Linked DNA regions of Macaca mulatta: region 2 is linked to region 1. Evidence: chromatin contacts called from public Hi-C data. All regions are on one chromosome and are shown on one strand. The core of a region is the stretch at or near the end of the contact, and the rest is flanking DNA. Distances in the headings are between cores, read along the strand shown. Region 1 holds the start of PNRC1 (proline rich nuclear receptor coactivator 1). Region 2 holds the start of RNGTT (RNA guanylyltransferase and 5'-phosphatase).

Region 1 (6,927 bases), core at 2,497-4,996:
ATTCTTCTGCCTCCGCCTTCCAAATAGCTGGGACTACAGGCATGCACCACCACACCTGGCTAATTTTTGTATTTTTAGTAGAGATAGGGTTTTGTCATGTTGGCCAGGCTGGTCTCCAACTCCTGACCTCAAGTGATCCATCCACCTTGCCCTCCGTGAGCCACTGCAACCAGGCTGATCTTTTTCCTTTATATCATATAGCACAGCTAACACTATATGTTTAAACCTATAACACTTAGGTTTAAACAGTAAAGTTAGACATTACTAAAGACTAAGAGTTTACAAAGACTACACACACAGAGTAACATTAAATCCAATCATCTAGTTTATAACACCTCAACTGCTCTCTTCTGGTGCCCCATTTCAGCTCCCATTCTGTTTCTTAGTGGTGGGCAGCATTTTAGCAATTTCAGCATCCATCACCCAGGTGGTCACAGCTACAAGGTTACTTTTCTAACAGTACAGAACCCAGGGCAAACATGAAGCCTACCCTTAAGGCCTCAAAATGATAAGTTATACACATAATTACTCCAACATTCACCCAAGAAATACACATAGACAATAATAAGTATCTTTGACCAAGGGCCCCACAGAGCTGGCTACCAATGACCAGGTCCCTGAAGGGTAAATTATTCTCCAGGACAGTATGATATTATCCCCAGATAAAGTCAAGCCTAAAAACCATGGGATATAGTGAAAAGAACATTGGAGTAGGCATCAGGAGTTTGAGTTATTCCTATCTCATTGGGTGACCCGCCCACACACGTTACTATATATTTAGATTTATTTACATCATACGTTAAATAGGACCTGTCTTTATCTACTTTAAAGTGCTAGAGTAAGAATAAAATGAGATGACAGATGGAAAGTACCTTGAAAAAGTAGATTCTTTTGCAGCTCTGGATGTACATGATTCCCACTCATCCAATGATCATGAGCACTTACTATGTATCACATGTTGCAGAAACAAAAATGAGTAAAATTCAGCAATTGGAATGAAATGTAGTTTTCTTGTTTGTTTTTTGAGCCGGAGTATCACTCTGTTGCCCAGGCTGGAGTGCAGTGGCATGATCTCGGCTCACTGCAACCTCTACCTCCCAGGTTCAAACGATCCTCCTGCATCAGCCCCCCTAGCAGCTGGAATTACAGGCACACGCCACTATGCCCGGTTAATTTTTGTATTTTTAGTAGGGACAGGGTTTCGCCATGTTGGCCAGGCTGGTCTCAAACTCCTGACCTTAGGTGACCCACCCGCCTTGGCCTCCCAAAGTGCTGGGATTGCAGGCGTGAGTCACCACGCCCGGCCTGAAACCTGGTTTTAAAAGCTTATAAGGTTGACTGGGTTTGGTGGCTCACTCCTGTAATCCCATTACTTTGGGAGGCAGAGACAGGCAGATCGCTTGAGCTCAGGAGTTCGAGATCAGCCTGGGCAACATGGTGAAACACTGCCTCTACTAAAAACACAAAAAATTAGCCAGGAATCGGGGTGTGTGCCTGTGGTCCCAGCTACTCAGCGGCATGGGGGACTGGGGTTGGAGGATCGCTTGAGCCTGGGAGGCAGTCATTGCAGTAATCCGAGATCATGCCATTGCACTCCAACCTGAGCGTCAGAAAGAAACCCCGTCTCAAGAAAAAAAAAAAAGTTTATAAAGTGATTGGGAAGCATTTTTCCGGATATTCAATCTGTCCATCAATCATAAAACGTTTCATTGCTTACTAACTGCTTACTACTCCAAAGCTGAAAACTAGTGGAGAGGCGGTGAGGATACGTAAGTGTAAGATTACTGTGGTCTTCTAATAACATAGAATCTAGTGTGGCAGGGCTGGGTGCAGTGGCTCACGCCTGTTATCACAGCACTTTGGGAGGCCGAGGCGGGTGGATTACGACGTCAGAAGATCAAGACCATTCTGGCCAATACCGCGAAACCTCGTCTCTACTAAAAAATACAGAAATTAACTGGGTGTGGTGGCGCATGCCTGTAATCCCAGCTACTTGGAGGCTGAGGCAGGAGAATAGCTTGAACCAGGGAGCCGGAGGTTGCAGTGAGCCAAGATGGCGCTACTGCACTCCAGCCTGGCCACAGAGCGAGACTCAAAAAAATAAATAAATAAATAAATAAAAATTAAAACTTTTGTCTTGCCGTACCTGGACTGGAGATCAAATTCTGATGTTAACTTACCGTTTGATCTTTGACAAGTCCTTTAGCCTTTCTAAGCCTGTTTCCCCAGCTGTAAAATGGGGATAAAATATAGTAGTGTCCCTCTAAAAAGAAGCTGAGGCAAAATTAGGCCAAGCTTGAGGACCGCAACCCAGGACCACAGGTTCAAGCTGCCCTGAATATACACTCGGATTAGCAAGTTACAAGTAAGTTTCTAAAGGAAAAGAGGCAGCTTCTAAATTGTTTACCATGAATGTGTATGTTTACCATACAATATCATGGGCTATTGACTAGCTATACATTCTTTGTTATCTTAAATTCCAGAAACATAAAGATAATGCGTAGGCAGCTAAACAGGAACAAAATGCCTTTAAACAATTGCCCCAGGCATTAGTAGTGAAATGAATAGAATGACAGCCTGCCTACTTCGCAGAGCTGAGGTCTGATCTATTTTTCTTAGTACCTATTCATAAGAGTTGTTGTGAGGTTAAAGTGAGACAATTTATGTAAATAACAGTTCCTGGAACATAAATGCTTGATAAATTATGGCCACAATTCTTTTCTGTGGTTGAGCAGTGCGGGGAGATCATGAGAAATTTCTATCTACACGCAGCTAACAAAATACTCTGTATATTGCAGAACTGTTTCACTTTCTCCCTTTGAGATGCAAGCCGGATTGCCGCCTCCTCAAGTAACCAGGCACAATGTTGCGATCCCAAAGTCTCACAATCCTTCAACTATGAAGTCAGTAAAAACTCCAGCTTCCATTTATGGATTTACGCAGAACTTTTTATACATTGAGGGACTAATTCAATCAGTAAGTCGCTTTGATTTTTACTCTGATCACCGGGACTAATAAGCAGCGATGCCGAACCAAGTAAACGAAAGAATCGTGAGCCACACTTCAGTAGATATAATTTAAATGTAGACTGATTTTCTCCACGATTGCTAGGGAAGAAATCCTTACGGCGTACTTAGAAATCTTTATTTTAAAATGATAACGCTGTTATGTTGGGCTGAAAATAAAACGGATACTTCCCCAAGGTCAGCAGCGGAGGCGGCAACCGTGGCCTTGCCAGAGTCGTCCCCCTCTTCTCCGCCCCCGTTCTTCCTGCCGCCCTCCCCCTGCCCCCTCCCTTCCCCACCCCCATCAACAAACTCCGCCGGGACCTTTCAATCCCACCACTCCCTAGCCGGGCGAAGCGCGGGGGCGTGCTGGGGAGGGTAAGGAGGGTGGGGCGGAAACCCAATTTCATTGTTCCCGGGACCGACTCTTCCCGAAAGAGCTCCCTGGCAGCGCCTGCGCAGTGCGCGCTCTTTGTGCCAGGCTGCAGCAAGCTGGTTGTTTGTGTGTGTCTACCCAAAGCGGCGGAGGCGGAGCGAGGGGGCGTGGCCTGCCTTGTCGCACTCTGATTGGGCTTTCGCAGGGAAGTGGGCGGGCGCGGGGCGGAGCTTCCGATAACAACACTCGGAGCTGGGGCTGTGGCTATTTGTTGCTGCGCCGCCACCGCCCGAGTCATGTTCCGCGATCTTCTCTGGCTCTCCTAGCAGCATCCATCGCCGTCACCCTATTTTCACTGGCTTCACCTCCTTCTCTCCTCGTTGCTGAGCGACAAGCTTCCTAGCGCTATGACCGTCGTCTCCGTCCCGCAGCGGGAGCCGCTCGTCCTGGGTGGCCGCCTTGCGCCGCTTGGCTTTTCCTCCCGCGGTTACTTCGGGGCCCTCCCGATGGTGACCACGGCTCCGCCTCCTTTACCCCGGATCCCGGACCCCCGGGCACTGCCCCCGACCCTCTTCCTCCCTCACTTCTTAGGGGGAGATGGCCCGTGTCTGACTCCGCAGCCTCGCGCTCCAGCAGCTCTGCCCAACCGCAGCCTCGCCGTGGCGGGAGGCACCCCTCGGGCAGCGCCGAAGAAGCGGCGAAAGAAGAAGGTGCGGGCCAGCCCCGCAGGGCAGCTGCCCAGCCGCTTCCACCAGTACCAGCAGCACCGGCCGAGTCTGGAGGGCGGCCGGAGCCCGGCGACCGGCCCGAGCGGAGCAGCGCAGGAGGTTCCGGGCCCGGCCGCCGCCTTGGCCCCGAGTCCTGCAGCCGCAACCCGCACGGAGGGAGCCAGCCCCGACCTTGCCCCGTTGCGGCCCGCGGCTCCCGGCCAAACCCCGCTCAGGAAAGAAGTAAGGGCTGCCAGCGGGCCTTTGGGGAGTCGGGCCCTTAGACGGTCGCGGCTGAGCTCTGGGGCTGCAGGTCCTGCACCGGGGGGGTCGGACGGGTGGGGGCGGGGTGGGGGGGCGGCTGTTTACTCGGGAGGGAAGTTTCCGTGACGCCCTCTCCATTCTTGCTTTGGGGGAAGAAGGGGGAAGGGGAGGCATGCGCTGGTGCTTCTGATTGGCTCCCAGGAGTCGGCCAATGAGAAGCGCCGCTGCGCCCCAGCAACAGCCCCGATTTAGAAGGCTGGCGGCGTTCCAGGGGGTTTCGGCGTTCCGGGCGCGCGGCGGTGTGGGGGCAGGGACGGGGCCCCCGGGAGGGCTGACGTCAGCGCGCGCTACGTGCCCGGCGCTACGGCGCCCATGAAGGAGGCGAGGCCGGGTGTGGGCGGCCAGGGAAGGACGGGGCCCCGCTATCGGCCTCCCGGCTGTCGAGAGCCCCAGTCCTAATCGGTGAAACGCGGAGACGGATTCTGACGTCCCGCCGTGGGGGGTGGAGTGGGCTCTGAGCAGCTCGGTTTCGTTTGGAGTTGTGCCGAAATATGAGGTGCCCCGTGTGGGACGCGCAGTCCAGCTGGGGCTCTGCCCGCCGCGGGCTTGACCTACTTAATGGTTTCTTCTAAGTTCGGAGTTGGCAGGAGCCGCACAAAACTGATTTTATTACCGTTGCCACTGTGTACTTCGTGTTAGTGTGTCCAGAAGAAGTTTTCAGAAGAGTTAGCGACTGCTGATTGCAGTGCTATTGGATTAGAATAAAATGGATAGAAGTTTAAATGGGATTAAGTCTACGAAATGATTTCAAAGTCTTGTCAAAATAACGTTTGATGGACTTAAGTTCAGTGACTCTTTTCGAAATAATGAAATGAAAAAGTTCCCGCTATTTAGTGAAGAATGTTGCATTGAATTAGAGATTTGCAGTTTGTCTGTGCCCTTGGGAAAAAATTACTAAATTTGCCCACCGTGTTTAACCTATCTTCTCAATGTCTCCCACCTTTTAAAATTACACGACTTTTGAAATATCCGTGATTACCTAAAAGCTTTTGTGCTTGTTTCCTGGCCTGTTTTCTAGAACAGCTACTAACCAGGGAGCTCTGGCAGTGAACCTACAGACGTGGAAAGTTGTGCTCTACTTTCGTGTCGTGTCGTGCTTACTACCGTGTTACAAGCGTTGGTAGTGCAGTGATCTAGTGGATTACGTTATGATTTTCCATCTGGTCAAGACTCCTATAAGGCCCACCTAAGTTAGGAAAGATTAAGATCAGTGAAGCAGCGTTCTTGAAACAGTTACTAAACCAGGAAGTGGGGGGTACACAGCAAACATTGTTTCTGGCACTGATATTTGGAAGAGAGCTCATTAGTCTAACTTAAAGTTGTAGAAAGGTCGGCTTGGGTTATTTCAGATTTTTTTTGTTTGACATTTTAGAACTGGTTCACGTTGCATACTGGTAACTAGCAGTGGTGATTAACTGCATTTTTAGTGGCAAACAAGAGTGAACTTAAAAGTCAAGGGAAAAGTCAAGTTTTTTTTGTTTTTTTTCTTGAGACAGGGTCTGTCTCTATCGCACTCCAGGCTGGAATGGAGTGGCACGATGGATCTCTGCTCACTGCAGCCTCCCCATCCCAGGCTCAAGGGATCCCGCCTCAGCCAGCCTCCCAAGGCACGTGCTACCACGCCGGGCTTATTTTTATATTTGTAGTAGACATGGGGTTTTGCTATGTTGCCCAGGCTGGTCTCGAACTCCGTGAGCTCAAGCGATCCACTTGCCTTGACCTCCCAAAGTGCTGGGATTACAGGCGTGAGCCACCCTGCCCAATTAAAGTTTTTGTAATTGCAGCTCTTATTTTATTTATCCAGGAGGTACTTGAGCAGGTTTGTTACATGGGTATATTTCGTAATGCTGAGGTTTGGAGTATGAATGATCCCATTCCAGGTAGTGAGCATAGTACCCAATAGGTCCCCTCCCCTTCTAGTAGTGCCTAGTGTCTGTTGTTGTTCCCCATTTTATATCCATGTTGTACCCAATGTTTAGCTCCCAAATTCACTTACGAGTGAGAACTTGTGATATTTGTTTTTCTGTTTCTGCATTAATTCGTTTAGGGTAATGGCCCCCAACTACATATGTATTGCTACGAAGAACATAATTTTGTTCTTTTCTATGGCTGTGGGCAAACTTAAACACAACAAAACTAGATATGTGATACGAGGTTCATAACTGATTTTTATCTAGAAACTATATTTACTTTTGTGTTCTTGTCTTTGTAGGTTTTAAAATCAAAGATGGGAAAATCGGAGAAAATTGCCCTTCCCCACGGCCAGCTTGTTCATGGTATACACTTGTATGAGCAACCAAAGATAAACAGACAGAAAAGCAAATATAACTTGCCACTAACCAAGATCACCTCTGCAAAAAGAAATGAAAACAGCTTTTGGCAGGATTCTGTTTCATCTGACAGAATTCAGAAGCAGGAAAAAAAGCCTTTTAAAAATACCGAGAACATTAAAAATTCGCATTTGAAGAAATCAGCATTTCTAACTGAAGTGAGCCAAAAGGAAAATTATGCTGGG
Region 2 (6,927 bases), core at 1,736-4,235, 110 kb before region 1:
GGAAAAAAAAGGAAAAAGGGAAAGAAATTATAAGTTTGTTTTCTTCCAAGTATTCACCTGAAATCTATTAACTCAGAAGGAGGAAAAAACAATTCTCCAGAAAATAAAGCTTGGCCCTGTCTCCAAGAGCTCTCTCTCATTGCAAGTCTGGTTTCATTAGAGAAGGTGACTTCACAGGAGAACATATTATATGTAGTTAGTACCATTTTCTTTCTGATTCAGGAAAATTATGAACTTCTAGTACTAGTAAAGTGAATCCTAATATTTGCAACATATAAGTTTGAACTGCCATAACATTTTCCTCAATATGCAAAATATCAAAGAAATTACTGTGATGGTTAATACTGAGTGTCAACTTGATTGAATTGAAGGATGCAAAGTATTGATTCTGGGTGTAGGGGGCGTTGCCAAAGGAGATTAACATTTGAGTCAGTGGGCTGGGAAAGGCAAACCCACCCTTAATCTGGGTGGGCACTATCTAATCAGCTGTCAGCACAGCTAGAATATAAAGCAGGCAGAAAAAAAATGTGAAAAGACTTGACTGGCCTAGCCTCCCAGCCTACATCTTTGTCCTGTACAGGATGCTTCCTGCCCTCAAACACTGGATTCCAAGTTCTTCAGTTTTGGGACTCAGACTGGCTCTCCTTGCTCCTCAGTTTGCTGACAACCTATTGTGGGACCTTGTGATTGTGTGAGTTAATAGTTAATAAACTCCCCTTTACGTGTGTGTGTATATATATATCCTATTAGTTCTGTCCCTGTAGAGAACCCTTACTAATAAATTACACGATTAAGTACAAATTACTTTTTTTTGAGATGGAGTTTCACTCTGTCACCCAGGCTGGAGTGCAGTGGTGCAGTCTCGGCTCACTGCAACCACCGCCTCCCGGGTTCAAGTGATTCCCCTGCCTCAGTCTCCCGAGTAGCTGGGATTACAGGCACACACCACCACGCCATCATAGCTTTTTGGCTATTCATATATCTTATTTTGTGAAGTGTCCAAATTTTTTGCGAGTTTTTAAGTCCTTTGAATTTATTCTGTATAATACATTGATGGTGGGGCTATCAAGTGTTACCGCTTTGGAAAACAGGTTGGCAGTTTCTTAAAATTCTTAAAACATACACCTATTATATGATGCAGCCATTCCTCTCCTAGAGATTTACACAAAAGGAATGAAAGTATATGTCCATACAATGACTTGTACATAAATGTTCACAGCAGGTTTATTTGTAATAGCTAAAAACTGGAAACAACCCAAATGACCATCAATAGATGAAGAGGTAAACAAATTGTGGTATACCCAGAACAATGGACTACTACACTGCAATAAAAAAGGAATAAACTATTGATACATGCATAATCTGGATGAGTATCAAAATAATTATGCTTAGTGAAAAAAGCCACACACACTTCCTTCCACCCCAAGCAGAGTACTCACTATATGTTTCCAATTATTTAAAAATTTCTAGAAAATGCAAACTATAATTACAGAAAGCAGATCAGCAGTTGCCAGGCAAAGAGATTTAAAAAGGGACAGGAGGAAACTTTGAGGGGTGATGGTTTCATGGTTGTTTCCTAGGAAAGAGATGTATTTGTGTATATATAGTCAAAATTTATCAAACTGTACACTTTAAAGCCTATTGTATTCAAGCTCAATAAAGATAAAAAAACTACAAGAAAAATGATTTAAAGAAACAAAAACCAGACCAAGCAGGGTGGCTCTCGCCTATAATCCCAACACTTTGGGAGGCCGAAGTGGGAGCATCGCTTGAGTCCACGAGTTCAAGAGCAGCCTCGGCAACATAGTGAAACTGTCTCCACAAGAAATAAACAAAAAAATTATGGCTGGGCGTGCTGGCTCACGGCTGTAATCCCAGCACTTTGGGAAGCCGAGGCGGGCGGATCACTTGAGGACAGGAGTTGGAGACCGGCCTGGCCAACATGGTGAAACCCCGTCTCTACTAAAAACACAAAAATTAGCCAGGTGTTGTGGCACGCACCTGTAATCCCACCTACTTGGAAGGCTAAGGCAGGGAGCCGAGATCACGCCACTGCATTCCAGCCCGGGCGGCAGAGAGAGACTATGTCTCAAATATATATATTATAAATGTGTATATATATATTAAATAAACAAAAAAAGTAGCCGGGTGCGATGGCAGGAGCCTGTAGTCCCGGCTACTTGGGAGGCTGAGGTGGGAGGATCGCCAGCCTCAGCGAGAGACCCTGTTTCACAAAAAAAAATAAAAACAAAAAACTAACAAAAACACCCTCCAGATTCCCAGTCTCAATGTGACCCCATTTCACCGCTGGGAACCGCCCCTTCCCTCCTTATCCTCCTCCATCTCAAGACTGACACTCATCCCTTCTAATTCGAGGGGAAGGTTGAACCCTAAAAGGTTCACAAACTACTAAGACTCAAAGTACGCCCACTGTATTCCTGGATCCTCACCTCCTGCCACCAACCTACTGTCTACCTTCACATTCGCACAGTTAGCCTGGCAGGAATAGTGACAAGTGCCCCCCATCCGCCGACCATCCCCTCCCGTTCATGTTCCCAAACATTCGTCCACGAAGCGTAATCAGATGGAGCATATCCCACTCCTGAAATACCACTAACGGGCACAGAACCACCAAAAGCTGAGCTCCTCAGTCGGCCCACCCCCGGGCACGCTGGAGTGTGGGGATTCGAATACCCCCCAGTCCAGGTTACCTGCCACCGGCTGGCCGCGCCGGGGACAGTTCAGCCACCGCGGCGGGATCTTGTTGTGAGCCATGTCTTGGGGGCTGCGCAGAGCTGCCCTCCCTCACCAACGTTCGCCGCGCCTTTGCAGCCGCCTCCCCGTGGTCCGGTGCGCACCGGGGTCCGAGACACCCGAATCGCAGCAGTAATCCGAATTCCAGCCGCTCAAATCCGGGTAACGTCAGGGGCAGCGCGCCACTTTCATTCAGGATCAACTCCACCGCTCCAGGCGAACCCACAATGCACTGCAACTTCCGCCCCCGAAGGCCCCGCCCCCTTCTTTCCGAGGTCAGAGGGAAAGAAGAGGAAGCTCTGCGGAAGGATAGCAAAGAGTTAAGGCGGCGACGAATGGGAGGAGCGGTCCGTCTCTCGCCCCGCTCGGCCCCGCCCCTCCCGGTCGCGGTCCCCGGACGCGCACTTGCGCTCCTGGTTTGCCTTTGCATATGTGCAATTGCGTTTGTACCGAACTCCGCAGGACGAAGCGTGTATTTTTTTCCAATCTAGACAACCTAGAGAAACCCAAAAAAGAGGGAAGCCAAGCCCCTTTCCATGCGTTGATTGCCCGTCACTTCCATTAAGGCATCTGTTTTACTGATGAAGGAGGCCTTCTGAGCGTTACCACAGCGCAAGCTTGGCGTCCCAGCTGGATCTAGGTTTGATTTGGTATTAGGGAAAGTTGTTCAAGGGAATAAGTCTTAGGAGAATTCTAAGGGCGTGAGATTGGAGTACCAGAAATGGGGAATTTTTCTTACGGTGAGTACTTACGAGGATCTATGAAGCGTCTGAAATTAATTCCAGAACACTTAGAGTTTTGTTTGTACATTTCTTTATCAAAGTTTCAAAGCATACTGGGGAGTTTGAGAAGGTCCATGTCTCCAAAAAAGTTACTAAATAATGTGTATAATTGACAAAGGCAGGAGTTGCTCAGTGGAGAACCGTTTCGTGGCGGTGTTCTCCTCTGCCTACCAAATAAACAGTCCCTTTTATTTTCCCTTCGAGTTAAGCAGAGGTGCTTGGAAGCATTTTATGAATGCCGTCCTTTAACGAGCCTTTCCTTTGTTACCAGATTAAATTAGTGTTAAATATAAAGCTGGATGATGGCAAATCAATTATAAAGTAGTTTGGCTTTAAACACCAATGCTGTATTGGAACTGCAAGAGCATAAGGCTGCAGGGAATACATTTTTAAAGCTTCGATGGGGAACTTTCTGGGAAACTCAACCCCTTGAATGCCTGGACCCCCTCAGTAAGAGTCCCATCAGTAGAGACAGTCTGACAGCCATCTCTCTGAGGCAGCCTGAGTTAGGTCACACTTCTGGTCTGTCCTGCTGTTGCGTCTGCTCAGAACTGTTAGTGAAAGTGTCAACTCCTCCCCTGACAGAACAAGATAATACCCAGTTTGTTTTAAGGCCATCAGTCTACCCAAATAATCTCCTATTAATTCCCTTTTCTGCTGATAGAGTGTGTACCATGCCCAAAATGGTAAAAAAATAAAACCTTCCATCCCCAGCCCCCTTCAAGGATGGGAAAGGTGAGCCTGATCCTGGAAGAGTATCTTACCTTCCCCTTCTGGGGATGACTCCCCTTGGAGACTCCCCTTCCCACACACACTGTATCTACCCAGTAGCTCAGTTCTAGGCACACAGAGGCTTCATACCACTGGTGAGCAACTATTATTGGCTGTAAGGCAGCAATGTGCACTGGATTTTTACTCAGCTATCCAGTTATGCCCTCTCCATACTCAGTGCCACAGAATTGGGAGGACCCTGGGGCTACCTTTTGCCCACAATAGAGAGTAGAATAAGAGAGTGGCATCCCGATGAGTAGGCAGTTTCTCTCTGCCTGTCAGGAATGACTTGCCTGATGTGTGTTTCTGCCATATTGCTCCTAGGCCCAAGTCTCTTTCTTCTCTGTGAGAAGAAAAATAGACACAGATGGACCAACGTGATTCCTCCCCCGCTTCCTGGAACCCCTGACTCACACTCTCAGATATGTCTTCGTCTCCTCTTTATCAGATGTAGATTCTCGTCGTTGGTGAATCTTTCATCAAACATCCATTTTGCCCCTAAGGAAGAGTGTATACATGTAAAAAATAAGATTGAACGTTCTCTTTTGGCAAAAGAGAGAGATCTTATCTGTCTTCCCTTTTCCTAAGACATTTCCTTGAGAAACACTTGTATTTATTAATCCTTCCTCTTCACTTTGCTATGTAGATAAATCTTTTGTTTTTGCAGACAGGGTCTCACTGTCTCACCCAGGCTGGAGTGCAGTGGGCATGATCCGGGCAGCTTCACTGCAGCCTCAACCCCTCAAGCTCAAGCAGTCCTCTCGCCTCAGCCCCCAAGGAGCTGGGACTACAGGTGCAGGCCACCACACCCCACTAACTTTTTTATACTTTTTTCATCTCAAATTCCTGGGCTCAAGCAGTCCTCCAACGTCAGCCTGCCAAAGTGCTGGTAAGACAGCCAGGTGGGAAGGGTTCCCTGGCAGAATCTCCTACTGACCTGTGCACTGGGAGGAATGCACACTGGGGTGAACCTTGGGAAATTTGTGCCATTCGCAGTGGGGAGGAACCTGGCCCCTCGTTTTCCTGGTGGAACCTGGGATTCAGTCTCCCAGGCAGGAAGCACTCTGGCTTTGGGGAGAGTCTCTGTTTCCCTTTTTTTCTTTTTGCCCAATAAATTCCATTCTCACCCTTCAAGGCATCTGCAAGCCTAGTATTTCATGGCCGTGTTGCAAGGACCCAGCTCTTAGCTGAACTAAGGAGAAAGTCCTACAACAGCTTTGGCACCCAATGTGGGACTTGAGAAGTGGTGAGTGACATGGGGACTCAAAACTTCTCTGTCATTTCTAAGCCTTTTCATGCATGGACTTCTGAGGGTAGGGAAACCGTGCCCCCACCCCCAACCCTCCCCGGGGTCAAGGGCCTTTCCGTGGCCTTTGCCTTCATTTTTTGGGAAGGACAGGCAAGCCGTGGCTCCAAGCTCCTTCTCTCCTCCCAGCTGGGGCTGGAGAATGCCACATGTCCACAGCATCTTCCCCTTTCCTGGCCAAGGCTGACAGTAATTAAGCTTCTCTCCCTGGTAGAGGAACCATTTGCATAAGAATAAGAGGTTCTTCCCCCAGGCATCCTTTTTTCTTCACCCCATCAGCAGTTAACTTTTTTTTTTTTTTTCTTTTTTTGAGACGGAGTCTCACTCTGTGGCCCAGGCTGGAGTGCAGTGGCCAGATCTCAGCTCACTGCAAGCTCCACCTCCCGGGTTCACGCCATTCTGCCTCAGCCTCCCGAGTAGCTGGGACTACAGGCGCCCGCCACCTCGCCTGGCTAGTTGTTTTTTTTTTTTTGTATTTTTTAGTAGAGACAGGGTTTCACCGTGTTAGCCAGGATGGTCTCGATCTCTTGACCTCGTGATCCGCCCATCTCGGCCTCCCAAAGTACTGGGATTACAGGCTTGAGCCACCGCGCCCGGCCATCAGTTAACTTTTAAACCAGATTTTTTTTCTTTTTCATTAGGCTAGGAATGATAAGGATCCCTGTTTATATTCTCTGTAAAGTTTGGTTGTGAAAAATGATCTTGTTGGGACTGGTTTTCTTCTGCCTGTGTAGCTACATATGTGTTGTATACATGATGTCTATAAAAAGAGCTCAAAGGCCTGCCACGGTGGCTCACACCTGTAATCCTGGCACATTGGAAATAAAGTCTAGGGAACTCCAGATCACTGACAGTAGGTGGGATAGAAACATTGGTAAAATCAGATAATTCCTATCTTCTAGGCCCTCCCTGCTTCATGGGTGCAAGCCGCTTTGGCACCCACAGCAGCACCTGACAAGGTTGCTGGGACTCAGGGATGCAAACACAGAAGAGGAAAAGAGAACATTCTTCCCTCTCTCCCTCACATACCTGGGGTATCTGCTAGGAAGAGAAGGGAACCAGGGATTCCTGCTCTCCTTCTTTTAGATGGGTAGCCATTCATCTTCAGTCTATACCTCTTTCAAATGCATCTGAACCCCTGAGACTCCTTTAAAAAGCTCCATCTTTTTTCCTCTCTCCTCCTCTGTCCTCTCTTCACCGGGAGGTGTCCGGTATGCATCTACGTCATACCGGACACTCCCATCAGATGCATCCTCCAAACTGGAAAGGTTAATTTCCCAAACCTTAACCTGGTTGGCTTAGGATTGGGCTCAG

The links. A called contact is a pair of places that touch in the nucleus more often than the background predicts.
Region 2: a contact with region 1 is called in a Hi-C map of fetal cortical plate, with 2.5 times the contacts expected there. The contact joins the promoter of RNGTT here to the promoter of PNRC1 in region 1. A contact is called at or near these places in 6 of 14 Hi-C or Micro-C datasets (blood, cortical neurons, fetal cortex germinal zone and 3 more).

Annotation. Positions count from the first base shown.
Region 1 is chr4:96,904,338-96,911,264 of T2T-MMU8v2.0, reverse strand. It overlaps PNRC1 (proline rich nuclear receptor coactivator 1), which reads left to right and starts at 3,746. Exons shown (of 2, transcript NM_001266366.1): 1 at 3,746-4,331; 2 at 6,625-6,927. The coding sequence starts at 3,789.
Region 2 is chr4:97,010,156-97,017,082 of T2T-MMU8v2.0, reverse strand. RNGTT (RNA guanylyltransferase and 5'-phosphatase) reads right to left here and starts at 2,985. Exons shown (of 15, transcript XM_028847364.2): 1 at 2,712-2,985. The coding sequence starts at 2,775. It overlaps LOC144340317 (a long non-coding RNA gene), which reads left to right and starts at 3,122. Exons shown (of 4, transcript XR_013416298.1): 1 at 3,122-3,494.